2 separate regions of the Arachis hypogaea genome follow, and region 1 is linked to region 2. Evidence: chromatin contacts called from public Hi-C data. All regions are on one chromosome and are shown on one strand. The core of a region is the stretch at or near the end of the contact, and the rest is flanking DNA. Distances in the headings are between cores, read along the strand shown. Region 1 holds the start of LOC112720375 (histone-lysine N-methyltransferase SUVR5). Region 2 holds the start of LOC112720370 (CASP-like protein ARALYDRAFT_485429).

What was found. A called contact is a pair of places that touch in the nucleus more often than the background predicts.
Region 1: a Hi-C map of leaf shows a contact between it and region 2, with 2.2 times the contacts expected there. The contact joins the promoter of LOC112720375 here to the promoter of LOC112720370 in region 2. A contact is called at or near these places in 2 of 8 Hi-C or Micro-C datasets (both in leaf).

The regions. Positions count from the first base shown.
Region 1 is chr11:15,288,333-15,292,891 of arahy.Tifrunner.gnm2.J5K5, forward strand. It overlaps LOC112720375 (histone-lysine N-methyltransferase SUVR5), which reads left to right and starts at 1,384. Exons shown (of 12, transcript XR_011867338.1): 1 at 1,384-1,553; 2 at 2,671-3,154; 3 at 3,422-3,724; 4 at 3,845-3,955.
Region 2 is chr11:15,123,778-15,128,039 of arahy.Tifrunner.gnm2.J5K5, forward strand. It overlaps LOC112720370 (CASP-like protein ARALYDRAFT_485429), which reads left to right and starts at 2,429. Exons shown (of 3, transcript XM_025771292.3): 1 at 2,429-2,716. The coding sequence starts at 2,568.

The DNA of each region.
Region 1 (4,559 bases), core at 134-2,633, 160 kb after region 2:
TTGAGCTCAAAAAAGAAATTTTGGTTCTTCTCTTTTATTCTTAGTAGGTACTTCCCGAATTCTTTGGCATCATCTTGTTCGGAAACATTCCATACTTCCCTTGTGATGTAATTTCTCACGTCTTTTTATATAAAACTTAGTTTCCAGTGACTGCCGGCTTCTGCTACGAATAATTGGTAAGTTTTGCTCGGTCTGATTCTGGCTTCCTCGTTGGTTTCGATGGTGCGACGTACAAACATGCTTAGCTCCCTGTGTTGTTTGAGCATCTCTGCCCGGTCTGGACAGCAGGAATGTGAGTGATTCAGAACAACTTTGGAAATTGTCCAAAGACCGACGTCCTTCAATATGTGTACGTAGATCCTGGCTAGACAGTTTATGCCGGCTGAGGGATTTGTCTTCAGAGTAGGAGATATCTTGGATTTCTACCTCCCCTCTCTGCTGCATACGATTAGTTGATTCTTAATCTCGTCTCCCTTTCGGATTGTGTTTCTTATTTTGGTAGAAAAACCGACAAGTTTGGAATAATTTTTGTAGAACTTTCCGACTTCTTCTAGTGTCTTGAGAATCATCCCGACCTTTGGGACAAATTGGTCATCCACAACACACCTGGTCTGCAGAATGAACCAAACATGTTATTATGGTGAAACCATTGTATACAACTAAAATGAATAAAATATTATCCATTATATAAAATCAAATTCAAACAGCTTTCTGCAGAATAAACCGAACACATTATTATGATGAAACAATTGTATAGTACTAAATGAATGGAACATTATCCATTATATAAAATCAAATTCAAAACACATGTGTCTACAATTTAGAGATTATCAATTCAATTCAATTCAGAACACCTGCATCCATTCAACTCAAATTAGCAATTGCATTCCATTCAATTCGATTCAAAACTGAATATTCAAAACCTCGTCCCCTTGATTCATTTCAGAAGAGTAATCCAAATCGCTCTCATTCAACTGATTTAAAGTTGAATCATTCATTGTTTCGATTGAGAAGTGCAGATTGAAGAAGAAAACGAAGAAGAATAGGAAGAAGATAAATGCAACGTAAGCAAATCGAAAGAAGAAAACGAAGAAGATGAGCGCGACCAGAGAAGAACGACGAAATTTATTACGTTGAAGGCAATGTAGATCAATAAAAAAGAACGCGAGCATAGAAGAACTAAGAGAGCAGAATGTTTAGGTTGTAGCAGAAGATTTACGTTAAACAAAGATTTAGGTTGCAGTAAAGAAGGTTTACATTATATGCAGCGCGTGTATCACAAACAAGTTGGGGGTGTTGGAGGCGCGTCTAGCTTAATATGCTTGGATAACTTGGATATCTTTTTTACATGGATATAGAGCATTATTATTTATGTATATCGGTAAATTATATAGTTATTTAATTTAAATTAAAAAAAAAAATCCCAATGATAACTGGTCCCTTTTTTTTTCCCGATAACGGGGAAATACGATGTTACCTTGGGTAAGTTATTTTTTGGGGTTCGACCATTGCCCGTAACAATGTTGTCCATGAAAGTTCAAACCGTTGCCAAGGTTTTACAATAAACTTTTATTGTATGTTTCTTTTGTTTTAGTTCTTGTCTGATAATTGTTTAGCATAATGTTGGAAAATCTAGCATTTTAATTCCCTAATTTAAGATCAATATAAATCAAAGAATTACATATTCGCATAAAATTATAGAAATTCAATTGCGGAATTGAAAATCAGACTTTATGATTTGTATTGGCTTTAAGAATTTAGGTATTAATACATGATTTGCCAAAATTACCCTTACACAGCTAATAACTTCTTCCCTGCAAGCAAAGCCGTGCCGTCGCCGTCGCCGTCGCCACCGGTTGTTTTCTGCGGACACCACTGTTGCTCACATTCTGTTTCATGGTTTTTTCCCCTCTCTGTGTGTCTATGACTCTCGATAAGAATTCAAGTCAATTCTAGTTCCAAACACACTATGTTATATGATTGTATGATGAGATCCATCATTAACACTATCTGACTCATATGCCTAAGGTTTATTTCCAGAAAAAAAAAAACACAGGAACCAACTTTGAATAGTTAATATTAACTAACTCTTTCTTTTTTTGTTGTAAAATTATTTTTTTAACTTTTGTTTTGGAAAATTTAGGGTTTAGGATTTAGATTTAGAATTAAAAAAAAAAATTAACTGATGTTGGTTGGCTCCCTAGTTGAATTCCTATTTGAATTGGTTTATTTTGCTCCAATGCTACCAATTCATAAAGGCACTAAGTAAGAAGCCAACAGAATATACTAATTGTTATTTTTCTGATTTTGTCGTGTTATTTATTCCACCAATTTTTAATCTTTGGGATTGAATTCCTAAAATGGAATTTCATAATTTCATTCTTGGTTACTTCTTTTTGCCATCTGATTTATAGCATGTAGATGATTTTCAGTTATCTGTTATTCTGTTAAGGGACATACATATATGGTGGTGCTTTTGGAAGTTTTACACCATTGTATATGTATATTGAAGTTGTTCTTTTAGGAAATGTAGATTTCAATATACACATGCCATTCAGTTTAAAACCTCAAAATTCAATACATGCACATATAGGTTTACGTTCAGTATCTTATACTAATGACTAAGTATACTAAATCAATATTGTCCTAATATTACCATTGATTGAATAGGGGTGAGATGGGAAGTTATCAATCATAGCAAGCGCTGTGCATTATATCCTACTGCTGATTACAGGAAAGTATCATGGAAGGTGCAAGACCAACTTTTATGTTTCAAGAACCACCTAATTGCCCTGAAAATAGTGAACAAGTTAAATTGGAAGTTAGTCTACCAAATTGTTCATTTCTCCGGACAGAAGGTCCTCGGATGGAAAGGCTAGCCAAAGGACAGCAGTCTGTTTGTGAACTCCTTACTAATTCAGATTGCCAATGCCGCGGAGCTAGTGACACTCAAGTGGAAGACCGAAAGGAATCCGATAGTTTCTGTGATAGTATTGATGATGAGATAAACGAACCTTGTTTAACCTCTGAGATTTCTGTCTCTGTTATGGATACAAATGCAAGTGAATCGCCAATTAATGGTAAGGAAGAAGATTTCTTATTTTCCGAACCCACTTGGCTCAAGGGAGATGAATCTGTGGCAGTGTGGGTCAAGGTAACCATATGAATCTGTGGCAGTGCTTAATTTGTAGCCATTGCAAAATTTTGCTTACTCTTCTTTTGATAGGTTTCCTAATGATTGCTTGTGATCTGATTGCATTGAGAAAAGTAACTAATGACTACTTATTGTGATGTAGTTTTTTTAATGTTGTCATTTTTTTTTATTGAGTAACTTAGAGGGAATTTACTGTTAAGAAACTATGAAAAATAAAATTACATGGTGTGCTAATTTTGTATTTTTTTATGTCTGTACCTTCTTAAGTGGAGAGGAAAGTGGCAAGCTGGTATCCGATGTGCGAGGGCTGATTGGCCATTATCAACCTTGAGAGCAAAACCAACTCATGACCGGAAGAAATATTTTGTCATGTTTTTCCCGCATACAAAGAATTATTCCTGGGCTGATACGCTGCTTGTTCGATCAATCAATGAGTTTCCCCAGCCTATTGCACATAAAACTCATAAAGCAGGATTGAAAATGGTAAAAGACTTGACTGTTGCTCGAAGATTTATAATGCAAAAGCTAATTATTGACATGCTGAACGTTGTTGATCAGCTTCATCCCAATGTATGTGATCATGTGGTGATGGTGCTATATCCTCTTCTCCATTTCTATTCTTGTATTCTCAGGTTTTTTTTCCTTAATTTTTCAATTTTATTTTACTGGAGGCTTTTACTACGCACACAGGCTTTGATAGAAGCTGCTTGTCATTCGATGTTCTGGAAGGAATTTGCTATGGAGGCTTCTTATTGCTCTCTCTATTCTGATTTTGGCGGAATGCTTCCAAAGCTGCAAAATGTAAATTCGAATTCCATATGATGTTTTATTGGAATATAGCTTAGCAGGAATCTCCAAAACAATGTTCACCATGAGGCTTATGGGTGGCCCCTCTATTAAATCCTCTTCCTTTTTAGGTTACAAAATCTTCTCTTACCATAAATTATATTGTTCCAATGTTTGTTTCTCTGGGTAAGATATTGGTTCTAGTTATGGAATGTGACTTGCAGTCTCCAGTTTCCTATAAGCACATTTTCAATTACTTTCTGCTTTGCATGGTATGTCATGTATTTCAAGATAGCATTGTGAAACATATTTGTATACATGATTTTCAAGGGGGAGGGGGCAAGAGATGATTTGGTAGCTCTTTTTAATGAAAAACATTTTTCAGTTCTGTTTCTTTTTCAAATTTCGCATCACCTAGTTGGAAAAACATATATTTTCTGTATTTTGCAATTCCTCAAAGTTAAGTAACATAAGATTTGATTGAAATGAACAACCAACCCTTCTGTGAAGTAGAATTCATGCTTTGCGGAATCCGTAGTTATTTCAATGAAGCTATATTCATGTTTTAACAATTCATAATTTCCAGTATTTCCAATTTCCTTAAAGAAGTACAATTATC
Region 2 (4,262 bases), core at 1,179-3,678:
ACTTTAGATCTAAGGATAAAGCTATTTGTACCACCAAATTTCTCACCCATGTTTTTGTACCTTACTTGAGAAGGTGTAGGTGGCATGGGTTGAAGTGCATGCACATTTCTTCATATGCTTATGCATAGATTTAGTTCATAATCCGTCTGGATTGATTGAATGGTTTTCTGATGTGGCAAGATTTTCAGTCGACTTTATTTTATCTGTAGTCATAGTTAGATGGACTAATTGAAAATTTTAAATCACAGCAAGGTGATTAAATTGTTATAATTTTGAAGTCAACTAATTATAATTCTTTTTATTTTGCTATATTTCACATTACATTTAAGCAACCAACCATTGCTTATCAGTTATCACTACATGATTCAAGAACTGTGCAAGTAACAGTGATAACACCTTAGTTTACTTTTATGTTCTCAGACTAGAAATATAATATAATACATCACATATAATTCACCATTCTCATGCATTTGACACATTGAATCTCTAAATTGTGTAGATTACCTTTCACTTTCAAATACTGGAATAATGTTAGTTTTTCCCAGAACTTGATTGGACTGAAAGGTTAATGTATTCATCAATTTTGGGTACTCCATATTTTGAGAATCTCCACTAAATGGTACTGTTTATTGGGTATACTTGTATGTTAAACTTTGAAGATAACTAGCAAATTATAATTTGCAAGTACAATGTTATTTATAGTGTATTCAGCTTTATTGTTAGATGTTCGATTCTCGCCTTGAGCATAGAAGTCTGATAACTCAGGGCTAGCTGTCTCAAGCCCATTGATTTGCTTACAAGTCATCAGAGAGGGATTAATCAGCATGTTCGATGGTAGATACCAGGGCCTCAAGAGACGAGCAAGCTCTTACAAACGGAATTATATGCAGATTGATGTGAAGTTTGTAGGCAATTAGCTCGACATTTACAAAGTAAGCAGCAGTACTATTAAACCGCTATTGTTCAAGTGCATTTTTGTGTGTTCAAGATGTCTCTGCTTTAATTGATATCACCACCTATATATGTTGTAAATATTATTAACAGATTAATCTGTTATGACTTTTCAATTGTATACCTCTGAGTTGTCACAAATAGGAATCAAGTGAAATTTTTGAAGTGTGATGCTGTGAGCAATGTTACATGGCCAGTGCAATTTATTGTTCTTGTTTAGTTGTTAGCCGTTAATATTTAAAAGTGTAGGCTAAATGCATTAAGTTGGGTTGTTGGACACTTTGGACTAAAGGAATTGGATTGCTGGCTGAAAATACTGATCAATATTTTTCTTCATCTATTACTTTCTTAGTATGTGTACATTTGCCAATGAGCCTTAGCTTACATGGCATATCTCCCCCTCCCCATTTCAAAGGCGGGTTCAAATCCTAGGGATTGCAATTGAGGAGAAAATATGGTAAATGTGTGAGGAGAAATAATTGATTTTAAGAATAATAGATAGATAATAGATCAAATTTATTGTCAAATAAAATACTGGTTCAGATTATCCGGCGGGTGCAATAAGTGTGGCTGTGTGGGGAAACCAATGATATATGAATTATCAATTCTTGATATTACAGAAATGCTATTTTCAGAATTTAGTTAGTCAAATTCCTTAAACGTTAAGCAACTCTTAAGTCTTATGCACATCCTACATATGTTTTCACGGGCCCTGTGGGGGAGCAAAATTTATTTTCGTCCGTGTGATTGTGTGATTGGGCCATGTGAAGGAGGAGGATGCTGAACTTGTAATCGGTGGTGATGTAACAAATCAATGGTGGAGGTACCTGCAATAGTAATGCATAGGTTGTGTAGATCTTGTATGAGATTGTACTTGGTCATGCCAGTACAATATTATTACAATAGATTCACGTAGCACACAAGTCACTCTAATTTGCGAGTTTGAGTGGATTTCTATATGGCTGGCATACTCTTCTCTTGTCTCTTTAGTAAGTATCAACTCGACTACAACTGCTTCATTCTCAACCTAGTTGTTGCTAGCTCTGAACTCGAACTTGCTATGTGGAGAGTTGTTCAAGGGAGTTGGTCAAATACGTTGTTTAAATACAATTTTTGTTAATACTTGTAATTATGGATTGAATATGAAGTACCACGCTTAACTTTTGTTAATATTAGTCGTACATTTTCTCAATAAGTAAGAGTTAAGAGTTAAGACCCACATATGTACTCGAAATCACTCTGCACATTCTTAGTTGCAAGGCAATATGTGAGGCCCACAACACCTCTTACCTAAACGGTTTCATTTTCATCACAAAATTACTCTTATCTCTTCTGCGTTGTGTCTAAGTCAATTGCAAACTGCCAACAAAACAAAAGCAAATAATACTACAAAAACAAAATTCAATTTATCATGTGACTAATATGCTGTTCCATTATCTTCACATTCATGTTCATATTCTTACTCACGGTCCCTGACTATTTTCCTTTTCTACATTTCCCTCAATATTCCCTTTTATTCATTCTTTTTTAAATTTAATAATTAAGAGAGAGAGAGAGAGAGAGAGAGAGAGAGAGAGAGAGAGAGAGAGAGAGAGAGAGAGAGAGAGATTAAGGGCATGTTTGGAAAATTTGGAATGGAGGAAGTTCCAGGAGCGTTTGGCACAAGCGCCAGCTTCGCACTCCGTTTGGGGCAAACCGTCTTTTCCTCTGCTTCCCTTCTCTTCATGTGCTTGGACGTTGATTTCTATGCCTACACTGTTTTCTGGTACCCTCTTAACCTTCATTGTTTATTTTCTTTATTTTTTTTCCCCATATGATTTTATGTTCGTTCATTGATCTTCCTCGTCCCCCATTTCCCTTTACGATTCTGGGTTTTCGCTTTCTTTATTTGTTAAATCTCGTCCCTATTTCATGAGTTTTTCTAGAACAATTTACAACTGATTAGTGCTTCCTTGACTTTGAGAGTTGCATGCTTTTGATTTTCATGAATTCAGTCCCGTATGATTTTTATGTTACGCTGTTAGACATTTTTCCTGTCAACTTAATTGAATACACAATTGAAGTATAAAATCAAGTGTAGTATAAAGATAATTTTTTAAACATTCTTTAATTGATGGAAAGAGACAGAATAAGTTTCAATACTTTTATAGATTAATAGTATAATTATTAATTGAAAATTTCAAACATTATGAAAAACATTTCAAAGTGACCGACACTAATAGTTACTCTGCTAAAATATTGTATGTTTTTATTATTATTAGCATAAAGTTCTTTTTTCAAAAATTTATTAAACTTTTAAAATATCTTTAATATTTAAATTAAATAGAAATATCCAAAAATATTATTCTTTCAAAATCACGTTTAACAAAAAATTTCCTAACACAGATCACTACTACATTGGCACTGATATATAATTTTAATCAAAATTAATTTGCAAAAAAAAAAAACCTTCATACTAACATTTGTTTATAAAAGTTAATCCAAACACACAAAATCACTTATCAAATCCAATTCAAAATGAAAATCAATAAAAATATACTAATTTAGATTAGATAATACTATGGTGAAGAGTATTTTTGAGTGAATAGTAAAAATAATTCTTTTTATTATGAGTAACAAGAAAAAAAAATTACACATGTTCTTTATTAATACAGTGAGAATCTTCACTCTTCACTCAATTCTTTTTCACTAAAAGAAAATTCCCATTTTGATTCCAAAAGGAATCAAACCCAATCTAAGGTGCATAATATGAGTATAACTAAAATTAATTACTTGATTAGTCCTTAATAATTAATTCTGTCAGACACTTAGATCATTTGTTCCGTCAACTTTAATGGAGGTCAAAATAGTCATTGACAATTCTAACAGAGGACAAAATGGTTCCTAACAACTCTAACAAATGATAAAATGATCCTTGGCTCCCTCTGTTCGTAAATGACACTGTTCTCTCCCAATTTTCATAATATCTCGTATAACCTTAACATTCATACTTTCCTTCTTCACCTTCATAGTCTTCTTCTCCATCTTCTCCTTTCTCCTCTTCAGCTCCAAAATCAAGTCATGGTGTAACTGCCACGCATGTCACACCTACCTCAACATGTCATGAACCACACACTTTTCAAATATCTGTGACTAGTTACCCACCTCCTCCTCACTTCGCCCACCAAAAGTATACACCTCCACATCCTCGATAACATCACTTTCAACCCCGACAACGTCCACCACATCCTCAAGATCAAGTTCTACAACTACCCTAAGGGCACGTCTTTTTCCATTATCTGCCAAGCAATATGGATTGTTGGACACTAGGA